Linked DNA regions of Hordeum vulgare: region 1 is linked to region 2. A link is a contact called in public Hi-C data. All regions are on one chromosome and are shown on one strand. Each heading gives the region's core, a stretch centred on a gene start, on an enhancer-like site or on the middle of the called end of the contact. The rest is flanking DNA. Distances are from core to core; before and after follow the strand shown.

Region 1 (4,041 bases), core at 1,295-3,794, 270 kb after region 2:
TCGATATTGATTGATGGGTATCTCCATAGCCAAAGTCGGCCCATAGGCCGAGGCAACGGGGCGAGCCGAGGTAGGGGCCCCGTTCCAGATAGTAGTACAATATACGTATTAGGATATTTTCTTCTTTAGGTCAAAAAATAAGAGGGAAAAAGGCCCAAGCCCACCACGTAGATAGCACTTTCAGACCGAAAAAATCAATCGCTGGTTCGCTACGCTGCTACAGCACTCCATCGATCTCCTCCAGTCACCTTGCCTCCTTGGCTCCTCAAAAAAAACTCGCCTCCTCGGCTCCTCCCCTAAATTCTCCAATCGACGCTCCCGTGCACTTCCAAATTCGGGGTGGTGCTCCCGTGCATCCATTAATGAAGACCGATGGTGCTATTCTTTTCCCCAGTCACCTCTCATTACATCCTCAAAGTTCCCCATCAATAGACGTTTGAGACATCACCACATCAGAGATGGTACGTCTCCCTCCTTCGCCTAATCAAGTACTCTTAATTTTTATTTGTGCCCCATATTGTCGTCTCGTCCGAGGGCCCCGAATATGTATAGGCCGGCCCTGTCCATAGCCCGTTGATCCGTTAGTTGACGTGAGACATTCTTTTCCACTTTGACTCCATTTGATCTCTACCACCATATTCTATTCCATCCATATGTCATATCCATGATTCACGCTCATATATTTAGTGAGGCTGAAAATATTAAAGCGTCTTAGAAATACGATTCAATTGTGTGACTTAACACCGAGGTGCTCATGATTTATACTGATGTGGTAAGGACGGAGTCATGCCATTGCTATTATAATAAAATGAATAGGGATAACATTTTTTAAGAATCATATCTATACCTAATAATAAAGCAGCTATTGCTTCCGTCGGAAAACCCACCACGACATTTTTATAAAAAAAAAGCTCCTCTAATTTTTGTTATTCAACCCGCGCTCCATCATTTATCTGCAACGCAAAAAAATCGCTACAAAAATTATACCCGTACGCATCGCCTCCTCCCGTCGACCCTGGGCCACCCTAGCCTGTGCCCAGGCCGCCGCCACATCACTCGCCGCCGCGGCCGACCTCAACCGCCACCGCTGCCGATCTCAACCCACCCGCCTCCGCGGTTGTACCTCTCCCCGCTCACTGCCCCCATTGCGGCGCTCGAGCGCATCGCGTCGACCCTGGTCCACCCTGGCCTGTGCCCAGGCCGTTGCCACACCACTCGCCGCCGCGGCCGACCTCAACCACCACTGTTGTCGATCTCAACCCACCCGCCTCCGCGGTCGTACCTCTGCCCACTTGCTGCCCCCGTTTCGGCGCTCGAGCACAGCTTCTGGATCAAATCAACGTGACAGCTACAACGACTTGGGATGATGTGTCTGCTCGATGCAGAACGGCGGCGGCGCGCGGATAAGGTGCGGCGAAGCGAAGTACTTGCAGGTGGAGGCGGGCCTCCATGGTTCACACGGGAAACTCTGAGGTTATGGTGCGGCAACGACGACTCCTTATGGCCAGATAGAGGCGTCTAACCCTTGCTCCCCTCATCGTATCCCCTCCTCCGGCAGGAACTCATCATCTGGTGAGATCCCCTCCCCATGCCTCCAACCGTGTGCCAAGCACCGGCAAGAAATTTTGTTTTGTGGGAATTTGTTTGCTGATGAATGAATGTATTGAATGAAAGATTGCATTGTTGTAGAGAGAGAGAATGGAACACCACCTTCAGTTTGTCATCTGATCCCACATTCTCTACCCCATGAGTGAAATAAGATAACAGTCCATTGATCAATTCACGTAGCCTCTTTGTTTTGCTTTGCTTGTCCCGCTCAATTTCTCATCATGGTGGAATTAACAATGAACGGGTTGATTTCTAAATAAAATAAGATAGGACTGACTACATTAGTTAGTTAGCTTATTATTTTAATAAATCAAAATGATTATAAAAATATTAAAAACGTGTGGTATTTTTTTCTCCCGTTGCAACGCACGGGCCCTTTTGCTAGTATTTTAAATATGAATGATTATGTTGTTTATGTTTATTGATATTATTATGTTGATATATATTAGTTCATCTTCTCTTAAGATCATACCTAAGAAAGAACGGCGCACAAACATGTGACCGACCGTGGATTCTCTTGCCGTACTTCTCGGTCGGATCCAATACTACTCCTGATGAATCCTGATCGAGCCATGTTAACGTCAGCAAACAGTTGAGCTCCTCATCAAATATATGCATGGCTTGGAGCTGCTTGACTGTTGATCGAGTACTCTCTAACTAGCTGCGACCTGCGAGCCTGCCACACTGTAGTAGTGGACTAGCAGAAACTTTGCCTCTACAGCTGCTAATTCGCTATGCAGCCAAGTCCCATATGCTAATGGCAGCGGGCAGGAAAGAGATGAAGGAATCCAATGCACGCATGATCACCTCTAGGTACCAACAAAACAAGGATGGCTCCAACAATCATGGAGGGTAGCCAACGAGAAGACATGGGAACGGATTGGAGAGCCACTGGACACTCACGCTGCCCTGGCTCCATCTTCACACATCACACCGCACACCTGTCGTCTACCCTAACCCCACGACGACGCGGACGCGGCACGAGCTTGTCAGCGAGGAAGAGAACAAGGGCGGCGCCATTGCGTTCTGGAGGGCACGCGAACCTGATGCGCCTACTATGCTCTCGTGATCACTCATCAGTTGGAGCAAGACAGGAATATCTCTTGGAGTGGAGGCGAACCGACCGAACGATCGAACAAACAAAACGATGCCGCTGCCGCTACCGCATGCGGATGTCTCGAAGGACGAGAGCGACGCAGGGAATATTACGTCCATCCATGATCCATGTGATGGGGGCGAGCCAGCTCAGCTCACAATGCTCCTGGCCTGGCTGCTATGCATCATCCATGAGATGGTATGTATGCATCTGCTGATCTCATATATGACCCTTGATTATCACGAGGAGTGCACGAGAGAGAGTCTAATCTGAGCTGTGAAGAAGTCTAGAGACGTTTTCTGCTTCTTGGTTTCTTCTGAATCCCGGTGTCAAGCAGTGCACCAGACGACAGTGTAGACTAGTAGTAGCAGCATAGCACTGTGCTCAGCGTGTTGCCTGTGAACGTCACTGATGTACACTGCGCTGCAGGTTGTGGCATGCAAGCACCCGGCCTATATGGATCACGAGAGGGGTCTGGCCTGCATGCGATTCTGCCTGGCAGCGTCCTCTTCATTCAGAGACAATTCGCTCGAGTCCAGAGGCCGCGCGGGCAAGCGAGCAGCTTTTGCCAGCTCAGGCAGGTTTGGCAGCGGCGAGACCGATCGATGTTGCTAGTGAGGCGACAAGGATGGTACTCATCCGTGCAACTCTCCACTGGCTTCTCTGCTGGATTTGACACGCGGTTGGAATCGACGATCACGTACCAAATGGTCTGCCCGCCGAGGAATCTGGTAAAGGCCGCGCACCCAATCCTTGATCGACACCCCATCCGTGATAGGTAGATCTAATCACGTAGGAGTTCTCGGTGAACTGCTGCTGCCTCAGAAATTAGTATAGCTAATAGAGAATTAGAGATAGGGTAAAGACATGCACGGTCGATCCTGTCCATGGCGCCGGCATGGAAAAAATTCACCGCCCCTCCTGCAAGAAGATTGCGATTTGCTTCATAGTGTGAATCTGATGTGGTACTGGTACAGGACTCAGACTGCATGCAATGTGTGTCCTCGGACAACATTAACTGCAGTGCTCTACTGTGCAGAATTCAGAGTTAGCTAACTCACTGCTTCAGGTCGCCTATTGGAAGCCCGTGCAGAAGAACCAGCGCCCACAAGCCCTGCAAAATGGGCCGGCCCAGTTTCAGGATGGAACTTTTTATAGAATAACCCAAAAAAAAGTGAACACAAAAAAGTTACCAAAAGCGAAAAATTGTTCACAAATTTTTAAAGAAAATTTCACAAATTTAAAAAAATTCACTGTCATCTAAAGAAAGTCAAAAAAATTAAAAATTTTACGGATTTTGAAAACTAGTTCATGAATTTTAAAAAAGTTTTTATAAG
Region 2 (3,837 bases), core at 410-2,909:
GAAAATCCAATTTGGTTCAATCTCTTTTTTCTTCCACTGGTGCAAGCGACGTGAACTGTTTTTTTTTCTTTTGAGAATTTCGACGTGGACTGCAAGGAAGATAATAACAGCACGTATGCACTTACCATATGGCAGAGTGGTATCAGATAATAAAAGAGCCAAAAACATGAAAGTTAGATACGAACCTATCGTGTCTACAGTCCTGCTTAGTAACATAGTGTGGGATAAGAAATAATGAAGAATATCATTTTAGATTACAAATCTAATACTTGAGTTGGTCTCACCTTACAGAATAAATGAACAAAAAGAAAATAAAAATCTACAAATAAATAATTAGTGGTATTGGTATTACGCTTTACGAAGGTTTTAAAGAAAGTCATGTTAAATTTTCCACATAATTTTTTTCTTTTTATAATACATATGCAAGGTAAGCAAATAGGAGTGGAATTAAAAAAAGTCTTGGTCATCACCCTTATAGAAGAAATAAAATAAAATAAAATTCAAAATAACAAAGTTGTATAACAAAAAATGAATTAGTGAAACTGCTATTACTATTTAAAATAATAAATCAAATAAAGACGAATAATGAATATTTTTTCACACAATTTACACAAATGTTGTGGTCTTTTATAATACACAATAGTAAGCATATAATAGAGGAATTTTGGCAATAAATAAGTTTCCTGAGAATGAATGAATTATTTGAACCATTATTGCCCTTAAATTTAAAATAAAAGGAAATAAAAAATCAAAATATAAAATAGTGAAGTTTTCTAAGTTGAAATGAATTAGTACCAGTGGTATTACCTTTTAGGAAAATTATAAAATAAACAAATAATAACAAAAGTTGCGCACAATTTATATAAAATATATTTTTTTTGCATGTGCAAAAGTAAGCATATAATAGTGGAATTTCTGCAAAACCGAAGTTTCCGAAGAAAGAATGGTATAAAAACGCAAATAAAATAAAATTATTTATGAAATTTTATAAGAAACAATGACTATAATTGTAATAAGCATAAAATAGCAAATGAACACGGTGCCCTTACACTACGCCGTACATAGACAGGTGCAGCATGATGCAGGCAGCCATGCACGTACTCCCTCGGTTCCTGAATATAAGTCTTTTTAGAGATTCCATTAGTGGACTATATACGGATGTATATAGTAATATAGACATACTTTAGTATATAAATTCATTCATTTTGCTTCGTATGTAGACCACTAGTGAAATCTCTTAAAAGACTTATACTCCGTATTTAGGAACGGAGGGAGTAGATGGGAAGTGCCGATGTGCCCCCGAGGACAGGCGCAGTCTACAGAAAATTCCAAGGACGGGGCGCTGGGCAGCTTAGATAGCATGCAGAGGCAGCTCCATGCATGGTCGACGACGCGCGCATGAACGCAGCGCACGGAGGCACAGGCTCCAAGCCAAACGCCAACGGCTTGCCCTCGCTCGTGAGTGCTCCCAGTTCTCCTCGCCTCGACCGCCTGCTACGTGCCCAATTATCGCCTGCATTGGCTCGTCGATCAGTCACGATCCATCCATCCGTGAGCTAGTATATATAGCAGTTAGCTTGCTCGTATACACACTGCCCAACGTATCCCCTGCGCTCCACCCACGTACGTACGCAAGCAAGCAAGCACGACATGGATACGTACAAACGGGCAAGCTGGCTGGCTCTGGACGCACGTACGCACATGACACATCGATCACGCGCATGCAGATGCAGCCTGGTCGCGTGTTGCACCAAATCGCATGTGAGTGCAGCGTACACGTATTTTGGCAGCTGAGAAAACGTGGCCGTGTCACGTGAAGTTTCTGAATTTCTATGGCACGCCGCGCGGCTGCGTGTGAGGATACAATAAAGCATGGCAGCTCCCGGGCTCCAGTGAGCCTTTTTTTTTTGCCAAAATACTTTTTTGCATACACTAAAAAAATCTGAAAAAAGTATACACATAGGTACATATTGATAATACACACGTGTAAATTTTTACTAATATTTATGCTCTTATGTAGCATACACAAAAAAAAACATAGATTAAAATGGGCCTTACTTTTGTTGCATTTGGGCCAGTTTTTTTTAATCTTTTTTTGTGTAGTACGCAAACAGTCAAATTACCTAATGATATTTTTTACATCCTTAACTATCATGTATATGTATTTGTATAAAAACAATTAGTCTTTTTTTTTTGAAATACCGGGCTCACTGGAGCCCAGTCTCTACAACGCCTCACTCGTGAGCATATACACACGTACTCTTACAGAATCCTATGATCGCCTGGCCGGGCGTGCGTGGTAAAACACAAAGGTATACTAGCTAGGCCGGGCACGACACATGCAGCGCAACAAAACATAAGTAAGCACCTTGTTGTGTTTCTGCAAGTGTGGTTTCAGAATTCAAATCATTGCTCGCATGGAACTCGATGAAGCGCCGATCGAAGTGGTTCTCTACATCGGTCCGGAGCACCTGACACGTTACCTTAAGCTATGCCAAGATGCTCTTCATGAAAATAGGTGTGTTGATGGCTTGAAAAATTGAAATAGTCGGCTGTGATACCTAACGGTTAGTCCTCAACACACCTAAATCGGTTTAATAAATTTGGTTCTATGATGGGACCAAAGCTAGCTAGAGACCACTTGAGGAATTCCTTTGAGCCCGAGTGTTGATGCTTTTCTTGACCAATGCCCACAATATTACCTAATCGACAAACGCTTCTCTCATGCTCTACTCGTTTGTGTACTAGCTAGTCACATAATCAAAATACTTCATCCATTCTAGGTATGAAACCTGGATCTCTAACTTGTGCTCATCTACATGATTGGGCCTAGGGCCTCCTTTGTCAGTGGTGGTACCTTGTGCACCACCCACAAATGTGAACAAGGACGATCGAACAACTTTGCCAAAGCGGTTGATGATGGCAGCGACCAAGAAGAAAAAATTGGACCACCTTGAGACAAAGGGCATCGTAAGCGGCCATCATCATCATCATTATACTTTGAGTATCAACAATCCCTAGGAGAGGGATGGAGCTCTCGGCAGTAGGGGCTCATCCTGGTCACTCGAGAGGGACACCACTAGAGGTCCTCTATTTCCTAGGGTAACTTGCTCATTGTAGTGTGCACATACCTCACTCATACTTCAAGTAAGTACTTAAGGTCTCTTATAGTGGGTAGTGTCATAGAATAGCAACATAATAGAGGATAGCACTTTAGTTACTACACTAGTAGAAAACGGTCCATTTGTTCGAGTTCCAGAGGGCCATTAGCCCTGGTTCTGGAACCGGGACTAAAGTGTCGGGACTAAAGCCCAAAATCTTTAGTCCCGGTTTGCTTACCAACCAGGACAGAAGGGTCTCCACGTGGCCGTTGCGGGGAGCCTAGGGAGGAGGACCATTAGTCCCGGTTGGTCGCACCAACCGGGACCCAATGACATCCACGCGTCAGCGTCTTGCAGGAGCTAGGTTTTTCTTTTGAAGGGGGGTTGGGGGTTTTGGATGGTTAATTTAGGGGTTTCATATTATGTTACCTAGCTAATAGAGAGAAGTGTCATCTCTTTCTCCGTGCTTGGTCGACGCTAGCTATTATATATATATATAGAGAGAGAACTCGACGCTAGCTAATAAGAAAATGCAGGAAACCATTAATTGCACAAGATCGCCATGCTGAACATATATAGAGAGAAGTGACATCTCTTTCTCCGTGCTTGGTCAAACAACAAGTTTTCGTATATCTATCTGGCGCTACTACATATATATAATATAACGTCTTTTACAATCCCTAACATCATCTACCTAAGATCCAATCACAAATCCACATGGTGTTCTCCGTCTTTA

Evidence for each region. A called contact is a pair of places that touch in the nucleus more often than the background predicts.
Region 1: a Hi-C map of seedling shows a contact between it and region 2, with 3 times the contacts expected there. The contact joins two enhancer-like sites. A contact is called at or near these places in 2 of 6 Hi-C or Micro-C datasets (leaf and seedling).

The regions. Positions count from the first base shown.
Region 1 is chr2H:41,977,272-41,981,312 of MorexV3_pseudomolecules_assembly, forward strand. No RefSeq gene overlaps it. Among protein-coding and RNA genes, the nearest start is that of LOC123425289, 19 kb to the right of the region's middle. Within about 2 kb of position 2,545, at least 2 of the 3 cell types and tissues checked have open chromatin away from gene starts, as enhancers often do. A contact at or near this core is called in seedling, where this site is marked.
Region 2 is chr2H:41,705,967-41,709,803 of MorexV3_pseudomolecules_assembly, forward strand. No RefSeq gene overlaps it. Among protein-coding and RNA genes, the nearest start is that of LOC123425285, 72 kb to the right of the region's middle. Within about 2 kb of position 1,660, at least 2 of the 3 cell types and tissues checked have open chromatin away from gene starts, as enhancers often do. A contact at or near this core is called in seedling, where this site is marked.